2 separate regions of the Bombyx mori genome follow, and region 2 is linked to region 1. The links are chromatin contacts, called in public Hi-C maps. All regions are on one chromosome and are shown on one strand. The core of a region is the stretch at or near the end of the contact, and the rest is flanking DNA. Distances in the headings are between cores, read along the strand shown. Region 1 has its middle 28 kb from the start of LOC101743039. Region 2 overlaps LOC101747221.

Evidence for each region. Hi-C and Micro-C count contacts between places; a contact is called where the count stands out from the background.
Region 2: a Hi-C map of middle silk gland shows a contact between it and region 1, with 2.2 times the contacts expected there. The contact joins two enhancer-like sites. A contact is called at or near these places in 2 of 7 Hi-C or Micro-C datasets (middle silk gland and posterior silk gland).

What each region holds. Positions count from the first base shown.
Region 1 is chr5:13,452,235-13,459,843 of ASM3026992v2, reverse strand. No RefSeq gene overlaps it. Among protein-coding and RNA genes, the nearest start is that of LOC101743039, 28 kb to the right of the region's middle. Within about 2 kb of position 3,518, at least 7 of the 8 cell types and tissues checked have open chromatin away from gene starts, as enhancers often do.
Region 2 is chr5:13,557,228-13,564,836 of ASM3026992v2, reverse strand. It overlaps LOC101747221, which reads left to right. Exons shown (of 10, transcript XM_062668761.1): 3 at 2,827-2,977. Among protein-coding and RNA genes, the nearest start is that of LOC101742601, 27 kb to the right of the region's middle. Within about 2 kb of position 2,911, at least 2 of the 8 cell types and tissues checked have open chromatin away from gene starts, as enhancers often do.

The DNA of each region.
Region 1 (7,609 bases), core at 2,269-4,768:
TTTTACATTATTATTACGTTTCCTTTGGAGTCATAACTCGTAACAACATTACCAGACGCTGCGTACATTGCTCTGCTATTACGTTTAATGAAGCTTGTCGAAAGGGGAAATATGGGCGAACGCACGATATTAGGGTAGCGCTGTTTGCGTGAATAAATTTAAATGGTACCGAATCGTTATTTTATATGTGTTTACTTCTCTTTTTTTTCTAATACTTTTATACAGTATGTGCTGGAACTGTTGCCAAAAATTGAAACAGGTCGTGGAGCGGGTGATTACTTATACGATAGTACGAGAAATGAAATAATAATTTTGCCAGTTGTAGCTCAGATAATCATGTGCGAATATCAAATTTGTTTCGTATTCAGTGTAGACTGAGATGTTTAGTTGGTAGGATGTAATGCGAGGCCTCACAGTTACATGCCGTCATGTGGATACCATAGAGAAGCGTTATATGTTCCGAATTGAAGGGTGGGACAGCCGTCGTGGCATAACCTTGAAACTTTGACCTAATGTATCAAAATTGATGGCACCATTGACGTTTTGATTGATGATGAATATCGGCTCCGATAACCACTTAACTACAGGTGTCCCGTGAGACGTATCCAACCTTTATAATAAAATAGGCCAAACACTAAATCTTCTAAAGATTTTTTCAGATTTTTGTAATGCTTTCACAAATAGCTAATGTGTAGCTATTGTATAGTCTTGTTTTTTTATGAATGATGGATTCCTGGTGGCATCCAGTTTCAGGACAGGTGGGCGAGCAAAGGCTCAACCAGGAGGGGTGGGATTTCCTATCAGCTGCCCGAGCGCCTCCACGGGACACCTAACAACTCAAGGGCAACTGTTTCGCGAATGAATCTAGTACTGGATCGGAATCGTGACTCGCTGAGAAGATCCGGCGAGAAATTCAGCGGGCTGATGCATGGGTTAGGTAGTATGTCGAATTTTTTGCTGAGTTCGACGAGTACGGTTACCGTGTATAGCCTTGTACGTAGTTTAGCCTAGAAGTCGTGGTGGCTTAAAAGATAAGACACCCGGTGCATTCGTATCGCGCGATGCGACTGTGCCGGAGTTCGAATCCCGCAGGCAGGTACCATTTTATCTAATGAAATACGTACTTAATGTTCACGAATGTCTAGATGAAGGAATAAAATTGTGTAATAAAAATAAAACTCGCGAAAACGCGTTAAAAATAATGATCGAAAATGGCGGATTTAATCGACTTTAAGGAACACTGGCTCCATACCAATAAGCCTTCTGCGCGATTTGTATGAGTTAAAATCTCTCACATAGCGGTATTCCTTTGTTCCGCCGACAACCTGGGAGGCTACCGGGCAATAAAACCGTCCGCTACAAACAATGGTGACATAAAAATTCGGAATTTGCAAATATAATAGCGCTCGAACGTCAGTACGATACCACTTTGTACAAGTGCTTAAACGTCTCGCAAGTTTCATACCTAAAATGTATTTGGACAAGCGGAGAATATCAATCGCTTGGTTAATACAAAATTCGTTGTCGACGACTTGCTATGTTATCTGCGTTTTGATACCGTCAATCTATTAGTGAATAAATAAGTCTTTTTTTTTTTCGGAGACGTTATCGTAGTACCCTCGCTCGATGCAAAATGAAATTCGTTTACCATATTGAAGTTAATAACTATGCTAAGAGTGAATATTAGAAAATAATTATTAACATCATTTTTCTGGTAGAAGAGTGTGCTACAGTTTGTCAGCCGCTTTGAAATTGACACGGCTTTACTGAGCCTTCCAAGGATATTAAAAAATGAAGCGTTTATAGCTTAAAAGGTAGGTCGCTCAGTGCGATCATTACAAACAATATATCTACGATCACTTCTAACTATAATTGAGACCTTAGAACTTATATCTCAAGGTGGGTGGCGCATTTACGTTGTGGATGTCTATGGGCTCCAGTAACCACTTAACACCAGGTGGGCTGTGAGCTCGTCCACTCATCTAAGCAATAAAAAAAAACTACATCGTAAAAAAAGCTTGCCAAATATAGTGTTATTGGTGGTGACTTACAAGTATGTGCTTGTACTTTTCAGGAATATCATCCATATTTCTATCGAATTTAAGCTTTGCTGCTATTCTACTGCTATTCAGACTTTCTATCGTATTGATGGCAGTTTTCGTGTTATGCCGTCAATTTCTGTCGGTAATGGTTTAACGTCAGAGACATCGTGGGCATGCGTTATTCATCGGCTGCAATCACAGAAATAATATCAAGATCAGAAATAATATCTTGATTTATTTCAGTGGCTGCAATATAACCAAAATTTTAGCGCATTAAGTCAGGAAAACAGATTCCAATAAAATGATAAGTATTTGTTTCTTTTTTCAATATTTCGTCTTTTCGCATTAAAAGTGTACAATTTCCAAAAATATTCGAAATTGAGTTAATATGCGGAATCATTTAGTATCTCACCAGTATTTTTCTCATAAATTCTGTCAAAAGAGCGTAGTTTAGTTTTAGTTTTTTTTTTTAGTGTACCTATATCTTGACTACTATTATCAAAATTAATACATCATTTTATTTTACTTTAAAACAGATAATGTAACCGGTAAAAAAAAAAAAAATGTTGCAAAGATGATTAATATTAAAAATATCACAATATGTTCAACCTTTAAAACACTCTCCCGTAAAATTAGTCATTTTTGAGATTATACAGTTTTAATGCGAGAATACGATTTGTCCTAATTTGCTTGAAGTCAGCAATGCATAAGATTATTATTTTTGGGAATATACGACAAACAACCGATTGTAACCGATCAAACTTAGCAGTGTGACAATGTTACTTAATAAGTTGGAAACTCTATTCGCACTCATATGGATGTACGTACGTGTTCTCTGATTAATAGGAGACAGACCAAATAATATATATGATAGATTTAAGAAACAAAAGCGTAGTAGCACCTCTTTTGAGTAACACTTATTTAATGTGAGATACATTTTAAGTGAAAGACCGAAAGTGTTTTATAAGTGACCATGTCGACTAAAGCTTTTGTGTAGATGTTAATAGTACATTAAAATGTTGACCGTTAAATAATTTCTAAGTTGAGGATTTATAGAGTTAAAGTGGTAAGATATATCTGATAGTTTATGTACGATTTAGCGTAGAAAGCAGCTATAAAACGTAGGTTTATAGAATTCTATTGATTGTAAAGCCTGAAATGTAAGCGGATTAGAAATTTAGCGTCGATGATCCGATCCAGCGGACTTGGCCATAGTAAAGTGGGTAGTTTGCGTCCACCTACGCATGCGCAGTGTAGCTCTAGTCGGCAGGCAGAGAAACATGAAGTTCTGGCCGGAGTTCTGTTCTATGCTGTGATCGTTCTGAAATCTCCGCAAACGATAGCTCAATCTAGTGACGGAATAAAGTATCGCTGGTTGATGATTGTGTTTATTTGCGCGGCGGGTGTGTGTGTCGGGCGGCGCGCGTGTGTGCATGCGTGCGAGCGGTAGTAGTGGGCCACCCAGCGCGAGGCCACACGCAGCGCCCACCCACGTGGCAGGGGCGCCGGGCCCGCGGCCCGCGCCCTCTTCATCTACGGCCTACTCGCCCTCGCGCCCGACCTGCTACCGATCGCGCCTAGCCACCGATACGCCAACTTGATTGACATCTGACAATCATTTGTGTGATCGATCGCGGCTTCCGGTCAAAGGAACATGACAATATCAATCAAAGCAGATAAAATAAAATAATTCTGTTTTTTTTTATTTACCAACATAAAATATCATCATTCTATCTCAACTGTACAACTAATTTAAAAAAAATATCCTCGTAAAGTTATAAATTAGAGAACCAGTTGCATAACAACTTACCACGTTACGCGCACTCGTCTCGCGCCGAAATCGCCAGCCTGTTCCAACATTCATATAAAAATCATTCAACTTTAAAAAGCTACTTATAACAGTGAATATTCAGTTACTCCCGGCACTATATAAGCCGCAGTGCTTATCAAATTGAGCGGATGATTTGATTAGCATCCCGCTTACGCGAAATATTTGAGCCGTAATAATGATTTTCAGATGTCTCACTTGTTCCGCGATCGATCGTAAATTGTTTTCTTTATCGCGAGTAAGACGCAATTTACATAAATTTCGAATTCATAGAGGTGCAATTTAGATACGAAATGAACATTAAATTGTTGCTTATTAACTACAGCGTAAATAGTGGTCTTTTGAAACAGCATTAATTCTTGTTATAATACGGTAAAAATGAAAAGAAAAAAAGAAAATCGAAATACTACAGAATTATAATGTGGAAATTTCTGACAGTAGGTACAAAAGAGTTATGTGTTTAGGACATCACCATGTAGTTTTATAGCGTCTTGTGTAAGCAAAATAAATTTATTCTTTATCTAAACGCAAAGTTTTTTAATTTATTTATGATGAGAACATAATTTACGTAGCTTCACATTTTAATTGTTATTAACTGGATGTTAAAATTCAAAGACACGTTTTTATTCCCTAATATTGCGAGGCATATTACTCTTAAGAGTGTATTCGAAAGCTGAATTCAAAGGTTGGTTTAAATGTTCTAAACAAAATTCGATTCAGCATATAGGACTGTCTATATGATTTGCATTAGACGGGGGACGAGCTCACACTCAACTAGTTTTAGGGCGATTTACGGAGCTCATGAACATTACGCAACGGGAATACAGTCTTGAGATATGAACCGGAATCAAATCAGAAATTTTCGCTTCATAACATCCACATAAGTAGTAAGCATTCTAAGTACTTCATCGTTCATGTATTACGAATTTAGAGTTGTTCTTTATTGGTGGAGAGCCTCGTGAGCCCGGACGGTACCACCACCCCGCCTATTTCTGTCGCATACAGTAATGCGTTCTGATTTGAAGAGCTTGTACTATAGAACTGAAACTTAGAACTTTTATCTTAGGGTGGGTAACGACGGTTATGTTGTTGATGTCTATTGACTCCGGTTACCACGTTATACTGAGTGGGCTCATTCACACATCTAAGCATTAATAAAAAAACCATAGTATCTTCGTCATCTTCTTTGTACTAACTTCTTGGTATCATGATTTTTCTAACTATTCATTACTAATTACATGTCGTGCGTGGTGTTATTACCCGCATTCTCCTCCGTACGTCATATTCCTCAGTGCTGAGGGTCGTGACCTTTACGGAGCACTTTTGTTAGGACTATGTTCCTCTATTCACTCCTGTCCTCCGCGCAGTGGATAGCGATATTGATGCTGGATTCCAAAGTCGTCTTAATTTGATTGATTTGATCGGACCAGCGCATGAGATTACGTCCCCTAGGTCTCTTTCCTTCCACTTTAATTTAACCAATAAATAGACGATGTTCCGATACTGTTCGAATAACGGCACAGTGCCTCAATTTGTGCCACTGCTACATTCACGCTGCAGTCTATGGGCTCTGAAGACCATACAATAATTGGCACATGCCAGCTGGACCTCAGTTTGGACATAGCGGCATCTCCCACGAACCTAAAACTCAACGCCTGTATGCTATCAACATGTAGTTCCGCTATAAACATTTAAAATGAACTTAAACACAGCTTAAAGTTTAACGTTTAATCTTAAAGAGGCTAGAAGACAATGTTGCGCTAATAAAATATTTAATTGAATTAAGCTCATTTGCAATATTTCATATTGGCCTTCTAAACAGTACTTTTTTATTGTCTTTGTAAGCAGTCGAGCGTACGGTCCACCTGATGATGAGTGGTTATCGTCGCCCATGGACTTCAGCAATGCCAGGGGCAGAGCCAAGCCACTGCAAATTTTGTGAGAAACTGTACTGTTTTTTGTGAGCTTCGTTCTGAAATTAAAGTATTTAGTATTTTCTTCGGTTTTTGCGAGTCGTACACATAGTTAACATTACTTTTAATCGCGCGTTTTTGAGTCAAAATTTAAAAAATAATATACTGTCATCAAAAGAGCGAGAATAAATAGTAAAAGTAATTTAATTTTTTGTACTGTATTTATTTACGTATTACGTATTTATGAAGGAAATAGTAATGCTCTGTAAGCGTAGGATTGCTTCTTTTAAATATCTTTAGTGCGTCCGGATCGGGTAGTTAATTGAGGGTTCTACCCCGCTTTCGTAGGGGCAGCGCCGCATTATCGTCACAAAGATAGGACCGGACATTTCGCTACCGACCTTTGTGACTGCGATGCTCGGAAGGAGCGAGTCCTGGCAGGCGACGCTTGATCTCCGTGAAGCAGTCGTGCTTTCCGGTTTGAAGGGTCTGTCGTTAGGCATTAAAAATTAAATTTCGCCCTCTGTTCCAAGATGACATTATCATTTTCATTTCCATTTGCTATTGCAGAACGACTGTGATTTCTTCTGGTCATACGAAAAAAAAACAACAATAGGACTACTTTCATCCAGTGGGGTATTCCGGGACACCAATAGCAGTGTCTGGGCGGCCTGACGGGCTGCCGTACCGAGACAGCTGACGTTTCAGAGCCTTCGATTCGCATTGGCGTGAGCTGCGCCGTCTGGTTGTAGTGTTGACCGCGGTAACCCCTTACCTCATCCGGGTTCTGACCTTCGAGGGGATCGGACGCTTGAGCGAAGAGTGCAGGGGAGTCGTTTTGTGGGTAGGGCCCGGAAAACATCCTTGGGCCCGCGGTCGCAGTCGGAGACCAGTCCCGAGGTCCGGCCCTCGGTCCGAAAAAAAAGAAAATAAATCTATTTTCATCGGCATTTACAAAGTGGGTCTACTTCAATGTGATAATGACTATAATATTAGTTTCTCTTTCTTTTTTTTTGTGTATCAGTTGAATCGTTTCGAGGAAGATAACATAATAGAAGCTGTCGCCAAGCTGATAATCATATCCACCAATTTTAAGTAGTAGCACAGAGTAACAGAGTTTTGTAGAGGTGACATTTGTAGGAATTTGTGGCGTGTCGTCAATTGTTTTCCCTTTGCTTTTGCTATGGGCTTAAATCTTAGCCTACTGTTATAATTAAGCAATAAACATAGCTTATGGTAGTGCTAGTAGGTTGCGAGTATAAGACTAGAAAAATACGTTTTTTTTTTTTTCATTTTACAAATTTATTTTACATGCGCGTTTCGTTAGATTATAATTGAAAACGAACTGACGCATGGGACATGCGTTCATGAAAGAACCTTTCCTTTCCATTGCCGGTTCACTAACTAATGTTTAGCTCAATCGGTCTCACTTATTTTAGGCGTTTAGCTTATGCCCTTTTTGGCTTCCTCTTTTTCGGAAATACATATTCATGTAATTTATGTATCTATTACAAACAGCTATCTTTATATGTGTTTGATGTCCTCTGCGTAGTTATTAAACCGATAATTTAAACAGAGATCATTTTTTCAAAACTTAATGTTCCGAATAAATATTTGTTTTTACGACCGTTGTAGAGAAAGTCACAAACAAACACCTGCATATTCGCAACCTAACGAAGTAACAGTAAGTAATTTTTATTTTATTTTAATGTAGCGTCTACAAAAAAAAAATCCGAACGAAAAACGTTTGGAAAAAATAAACATCACCATAGTCCCAAATTCTTTCTGTTATTGTCTCGAGTCTGTGACGTGACGATGTGCTGAAC
Region 2 (7,609 bases), core at 1,662-4,161, 110 kb before region 1:
GTAGGAGAACCGTTACTTAACAGGTAATAAACTATCTACCACTACAGCAAAAAAGAAGAAAGACAAAAAAATCTTAGTTATTATGGTTTTATTGAGTTCAAATTTTGTGAGCCCAACGTAATATAAATCGAGGACAACAGGCTGACGCTGATTGCGTTTCCTCAAGGAAATTACCGCACGTCAACACTTACATATACATAAGTTAATGGGTGGAATTAAACTTTACATCGTTTTTAAGTACATTGCGCGCTAAAGCAATAAAGCTACCGTCTCGAAACAAATGCTGAACTATTTTTTCTTCGCATAATATTATGAAGGTCAAAACATTTACTTCTTAAGTATATAAAATGTAAATTCATAACTTAAATATGGAATTAATGGATCGAATAGAATGAATAATCGCTGCATAATGAAATTAAAATAACCAAAATAATTTACTGGTGTAGGTAGGGTGTTGAACAGCGGGGCAGCCGTTGCACTACAGAACTGAGAACTTAGAACTTATATCTCAAGGTGGGTGACGGTTTTAATATTGTTGACGTCTTTGGGCTCCAGTAACCAGTTAACACCAGCTGGGCCAAAAGCTCATTCACCCATCCAAGCACAAAAAAAATATTATTACGTTCTTTTAGTGTCTTGTCATTAATTCCCAGCATCGCCTTTCGAGGTAACTTAACTTGGCTAATCTCTAAAAAACATCAGTTTTAAAGTACACATGTTCTTCTTGAATCTACTATAGTTACAATGACACAAAAGCTTAGCTTGTGGTTAAGTAGGTGATTTGTATGAAAGACACGTCGTTTGACAGCGGCAAATCTTACAGATTCTTGTAATAGATTATGTAATTCTCCACGTTATAGGTCCTTTATTGCTATTTTATAACTTAATGTTTCAATACAAAAATGATCGCATTTAAAAAATTGGTTTATCTATTTGGTTTCTTGAACATTTACGATATTTGAGTTTTATTTATTTTTCTTAAAAATATGTCCTGTATTTGTGGCTTTTATATACCAATTAGCCAATGCATTGGTATCTTGTATTAAAATATCATTCGCATTGAAAGAATTTATCAATTAAATAAAAGATCATTGTTATACATAATATATTACGCATATTTTATTTTATTTATTTATTTTTTATTGCCTTTGTAGGCAGACGAGCATACGGCCCACCTGATGGTAAGTGGTCACCGTCGCTCATGGACGTCAGCAATGCCAGGGGCAGAGCCAAGCCGCTGCCTACCATAAAGAACTCTCCGCAAGCCTCGTTTGAAGAAGGACATGTCATAGCGCTCGGAAAACACCGTGGAGGGGAGTTCATTCCAAAGCCGGATGGTACGTGGCAAAAAAGATCTTTGGAAACGCACTGTCGATGAACGCAGCGGTTCCAGATAATATGGATGAACTTTGCTCCGATGGCGGGAGGTGCGATGATAAAAAGGAGATGAGGGAATCATCTCGAATAATTCCTCAGAGCATTCCCCATGGACCATGCGGTATAAAACACAGAGAGAACCGAAGTCCCTCCGTAGACCCAGAGGTTCCAAGCGATCCGCGAGAACAGGACTATCGACCATCCGAACAGCCCGTTTCTGTATGGAGTCAAATGGAAGTAGCTGGTATTTGGGATTGGGGTATTTTATCCACAGCTATGCATAAAATATGCAAATTGATAAAGCACAACTACCCAATAATTACCCAATTGGATTTCACAGCCCTTACGCGGTAGTTCTAAAACGTCTAAACATATTCTGCTGATTATAATTTCGACGCCTATCGCGTTACATATTTTATTCGAAATGAATTTTAAGCGACCTTTCGAAGTGGATCATGGTTTTTTCCAAGTAAATGTATTTTAAATGCACAATGAAAGCGAAAGTTTTTGTATATTTTGTGCCAAAAAAACGGAATGTAAATAAGTAATAACGTTTAATAGTTTCATTTATCAAATGCAGATTTTAATGCAATTTTTGCGGCTGCTTATATAACCTAATGGATCGACTAAGACTGAGCCAATCGTACATGTTTTTTGAAAATTGTGTTATCATACATATGTTATATGTAGTCCTTAGAATCTATAGAAATTTTAAACGAGCTTTGAAATATTTCCATAACCATTGTCATTTGTTATTGCTAAATTGAGGTAACATATTTTTTATTTATTTATTATCTTAGCATAGTTTTTATTATTAACAATAATCCTAACATAATATTGATTTATTATTTTACTTTGGTCTTGGATTGAATTTTGGATTAATTTTTTATCATTCTTTGGTCTGTCCTCTCATCTCGTTTTTCGGCAACATTCTTGCCTATGTATATTTATAATGCAGGACTTTTTGGCGGGAACGCGAGGAGTGAATTTGTGTGATTTGTTTTATTTTGTCTATTTAGTGTTTCTTCGGGTTTAAATGTGTAGCGGTGGTTTATTAACTGTTTAATATCTGTGAAAGTGTACAAATGTGGGAAAATCAAACAAAGCCGCTGAATGTAACTTCTCGGGATCCTCCAAAAAGTCCACTGAAAAAGTCTCAGTAAATGACCATCATTTTACTGAGATTATATTTCATCCCATATCATCTCATCTCATTTCATTTAATTTCATCCCACTTGATTAATGTCTCAAATCTTCATTTAATTTCACTCCATATTATCATTTTTCATAAAATTAAGAATATAAATTAAAATGAGAAATGAATTAAAAGTCTTAGCTACCAGGTCATAACAACGCTTAAAAAAAATATGCCTATTAACTGTGTTTTTACCTTTAGGCAGACAAATCTTGTACAAATTTTCGAATCTGACAACCCGTTTTTGTTCTCAGGGATCTCACCCAGACAGCCTGTACAGAGTTCCAGTTGACAGTGGAGTCGCACGTACTAAGATGACAAGAGTGGTACGAGTTATCCGATGGCCCGCTGCCCTTGTAGCCGTATGCGTCGCCTTAGCAGTCTTCGTGTACTTCCTTATGCCTGGTACGAAATATATTTATAACTTACCGACGATACTAAATGGCGTCCCTTGTCATTTTTTAACTTATGCACGGCCCAATCACCGCATAATCTGCAACAGCATGAAAAAGTACTAATAAAAAAAACGCACATAGCTGATGGAGGTATGTTCCTTTTACTCATACTACATTAACACTCATAAATTACCTTTTTGCAAAAACTCATATGATCCTTTGCTGTGTCGCTTAAAATTGTAATACTATTAGTATAATAATATTGTAACGTATTTTTTAAATTCTTAAGAAGTGTGAAGTGGTCAACCGTCTCCACAGACATTTAAATCATGAGTTCTAAGTCTCAGTTTTCAGTACAACGGCTGCACCACCCTGCAAACCGAAACGCATTACTGCTTCATGGCAAAAATAGGCAGCGTGGTGATACCTACCCGTACGGACTCACAATGAAATACGCCCTAACATCAGTAATAAATTATTGATAATAATTACAACGCTGGTCAAATACATTGGATATAGAAAATTGTCAATATGTAGTTGGCTTTCTGGACTGATTGCTAAAGCAATGAGATTTTCCATAAGGTAGGTAGATTTAAAAAAAAAACTATTGTTAGACTCTCTGAAGTAAAGTGTATTTGAATGGACGCTTTTATTTAGTTATTCTTACGTTGTATTGAACACCATTCACTAGATTTTTTTTTATTGTTTTAGATGAAAAAAAAAATCTGTTATTCTGTATAGATTCTATATAGATTCTGTTATTGTTGATTTATAATTTTAACGTGTTTCTTTTAACTTTCTAAATATTATTTTACAATAGGTGCACCGTTCGCGGATACTAATCAAGATAAGTTTTTGTTTGATATCGACACCTCGCAAAAGTTTATCTGCTGTGTATTGATCACTGCTTAATCGTTTTTTTTTATAGTCTTTATTACTACTTTATTAACAACCTTATCTTTCGACGATTATTACGTTTTGCAAAAAAATACTAGCGCAACAGTTTCAACAAATTTCATGTTAATGTTTAATCAAACTCTGCAAAATTGCAAAAGAAAACTCGGTTTCAATGACAAAAATGTATGAGTTCATAAAATAATATTACTTAAATTTTGATAATACATGATTTCGTTACGTATAATAAAAATAACGTAACATACATTGATATTTTTCAACATCGTATCCAACCAAAGCGCTCCGGGATTTCGGTTGAAACGTTTTGAAAGCTTCATTATTACATTTGATGTCCACATTTGTGCGACAGATCATGTCACAGGTCAACTCGTATACGTAATGCGACATATTATTATCTATTTATGAATTAATACATCATTATACCTACATAATGTAAGTAGTTTTCGTCTTCTAATGAACAAAGTTTGACCACAATCACGGACACTTTAATATTTATTTTTGGATTACATTTTCTCTGTTTCTAATCTGTTACTGATATTTGAACACAAAACTGACTACATATTTCGATTTTTTTTTATTGATTCACTAAAGCTCGTGAACAGCTACTACATAAAAAAATAGTTTGAAAAGCAGACGTCAAAATAATAATTTAATCTTATCTTATATCTTCTCAATTCTTGATTATAAATATATATATATATATATAAATATATATATATATATTTATAATCTGAATTTCGGAAACGGCTCCAATGATTTTCATAAAATTTTGTATACAGGGGATTTCGGGGGCGACAAATCGATCTAGCTAGGATTTATTTTCAGAAAATGTTGTTTTATTCGTGTTTTCAATAATCAACTTTATCGATAATCAACTTAAACATACTAATTTTTTTTATTGAAAGAAAATAACAAATAATATAATTTCTAAAAAACACATTTTATTAAAAAAAAAAAAATACCTCATCCTCATCCTCTCCTCATCCCCTAGTATTTCTATTATGTAAACAGATAAATTTTTGTTTATTTACACGATAATTATACTCTAGTTAGTGTAATAGGCGATCCTGTGTTCACAGCACCGTGTTGTGATCCACAAAACTTGAATTCGTGCGACAAAACTTATGTAATTTGTTTACAAAATCAATGTTCAAGAATGTTTGAGCTGTTCGTTTTACATATTATTTACGTTTGCTTTGATTAATTGATTGATAGATATACTACCGTTTTAAATATTAATATCGAACTCATTAACCTGTTTCGTATAAAAATCCCATTTCTCACTTCCACTGCTCCTCATTAAGTCTCTTTTAAGATCCTTTTTCGTATTTGCATATAGAAAGCTGCGTACATTATTTTGGGTACTTACAAGCCACAGTCCAAATGAAGGAACATAAAATATTTCTGAAGTTAACGATCGTGGTTTCATGAGCGAAATTTGCCTTTAGAGTCGCGTGAGTTCTTTAAACAACACATTCGGGAACTTTCGAGTTTCACACGCAAAGGAGTTTTTAAAAGAATACCAAAATGATTTATAAATGTAACACAATTTTGCAACAGCCTGAACGCTTACAAGGACCGGATGTTCTGCTTTAACTCTGTTCGCATCATTAGCCAAGGACCCGTGAAATGGAAAGTTGACCTCGCGTTGACCGCGCATTCCTCCTACAGCGAATGTCTGCCTACACATCTCTGGCTATCTTATTCAACACGTAACTTTTTGCATTAAAACAATGCAACGTCTGTTTTGCGAATATTTAAATTAAGTAACTCACATTATCTAAATTAAAATTTATTTAATAATTTAAATAATTACATGAAAGGAACTATGTATATTAGTCTTATTTAGTTCAAAACTATCTTAGTTGTTCCTCAATTTGATTCGTTATCATCCGATATAATGGTAACTTAATCCATTTCATATGAATTTATAAATCAATAGGGTTATATGTTTAATTGTATTACAACATTCTCATGAATTATTTTACTGTCAATCCGGTAGTAGACAAAGAACAATCCGGTCTTTTATAACCTCACTTTCATCGTCGCGTACAGCACCAATTAACACTTTGTGTATGCTTTGTTTGCTAAAAGTTATAGTGACCTAACGTTTTCATACAATTACGTCATATAATGCATCGGTAATATCAGTGGCTTTTTTTTAATTTAATAATTCTAAGAAATAAATAATTCTCGTGCGATTTTCGTAGGCTCTATGTTCCGGTAAATACGTAAAATTTCGAAGTTATTAATCTGTCAAACAGTGTTTATGCTAAATGTAAATAACACCGTATGTGAAATTAGACTAGTTGAGGCCGCTGTCGACCTAAAATAATCACGAACCAAGTAAATGAGGTAAATTATTTTAATAGCTGTATTAAATGTATTTTACATGTGTACATGTATCGAATTTATTTTAATCCACTGCTATGAATTCAAACTTCGTGCGTTTCTGTTTACTGCATTGTGTAATTGAAACTTTTCTGTAATCTCAAGGTGGCTAGTGAAACGTAAGGTCGAAATTTAAATTGTATTGCATAACTATTCCACCCTTTATACGTACTAACACGTAGGTTTTTTTATTGCCCTAGTATGCAGACGATCGTACGGCCCACCTGATGGTGAGTCGTTACCGACGCCCATGGACTTCAAACTTCAACAATGCCAGGGGCAGAGCCAAGCTACCTTTAAGTACTCTCCACAAGCCTCGTTTGAAGAAGGACATGTTATAGCACTCGGGAAACACCGTGGAGGAGAGCTCATTCCAAAACCGTATGGTACGTGGCAAAAAGATCTCTGGAAACGCAATGTGGATAAACGCAGTGGCTCGAGGTAGTATGGATGAACTCTACTCCGGTAGCGGGCGGTGCGATGATAAAAAGGAGACGGTGGGATCATCTTAAACAACCGTTGTAACTATACTTGAGACCTTATAACTTATATCTCAAGGTGGGTGGCGCATATACGTTGTAGATGTCTATGGGCTCCAGTAACAACTTAATACCAGGTGGGCTGTGAGCTCGTTCACCCATCTAAGAAATAAAAAAAAAGCACCTCCATCCTCCTCGGAGCACTTTTCATGAAACATACGGTACGAAATACAGAGGGAACTGAAGCTATTTTGACCAGGTCGTCGGTTTATCTCAATGGTTGTCTGCCCAAGTTATGATGTGCGGGCTCACAATATGATCTAGCTAATCAAGCACCTCCGTAATAACGTCAGGTGAACACGGCGCACTGCTATAAAAATTGACTAGAGACTTCATTAGAACGTCTTAAATTGGTAAATTGCCTTTTGTGTTGTCAAATATTAAAAATATTATTTAATTTTTTTTTGTTCCTACGTTAAGAACATTTTGATTCCAATTGAATTATTACTGGGAGTCATATATGAAAAATAAGCCTACGTCTGAATCAAGTTTTAGTCATGTTGTTTTATAATTACCGTTAATATAATATTTGATGTAAGTTATTTTAAGTTATGTTAAGTTTTTATAAGATAAAAGTTAAGGTCAAATTTTATTTTGTAATTTATTTAAATTTATTTTTAAAATCATTAAACATCGTATATTATTGTTAAAGCAACTTATTTTGAATAACTTTAACGATTGATTTGTAAAGATTAAGTAAGTAATAAAGTCGGAAGAACGTCCGACCCGGGAAGTGTGGTCCAGTCACCTATGACACTGAGATCGCCGAAACGAGAGCATGTTATTTTAGATTCATC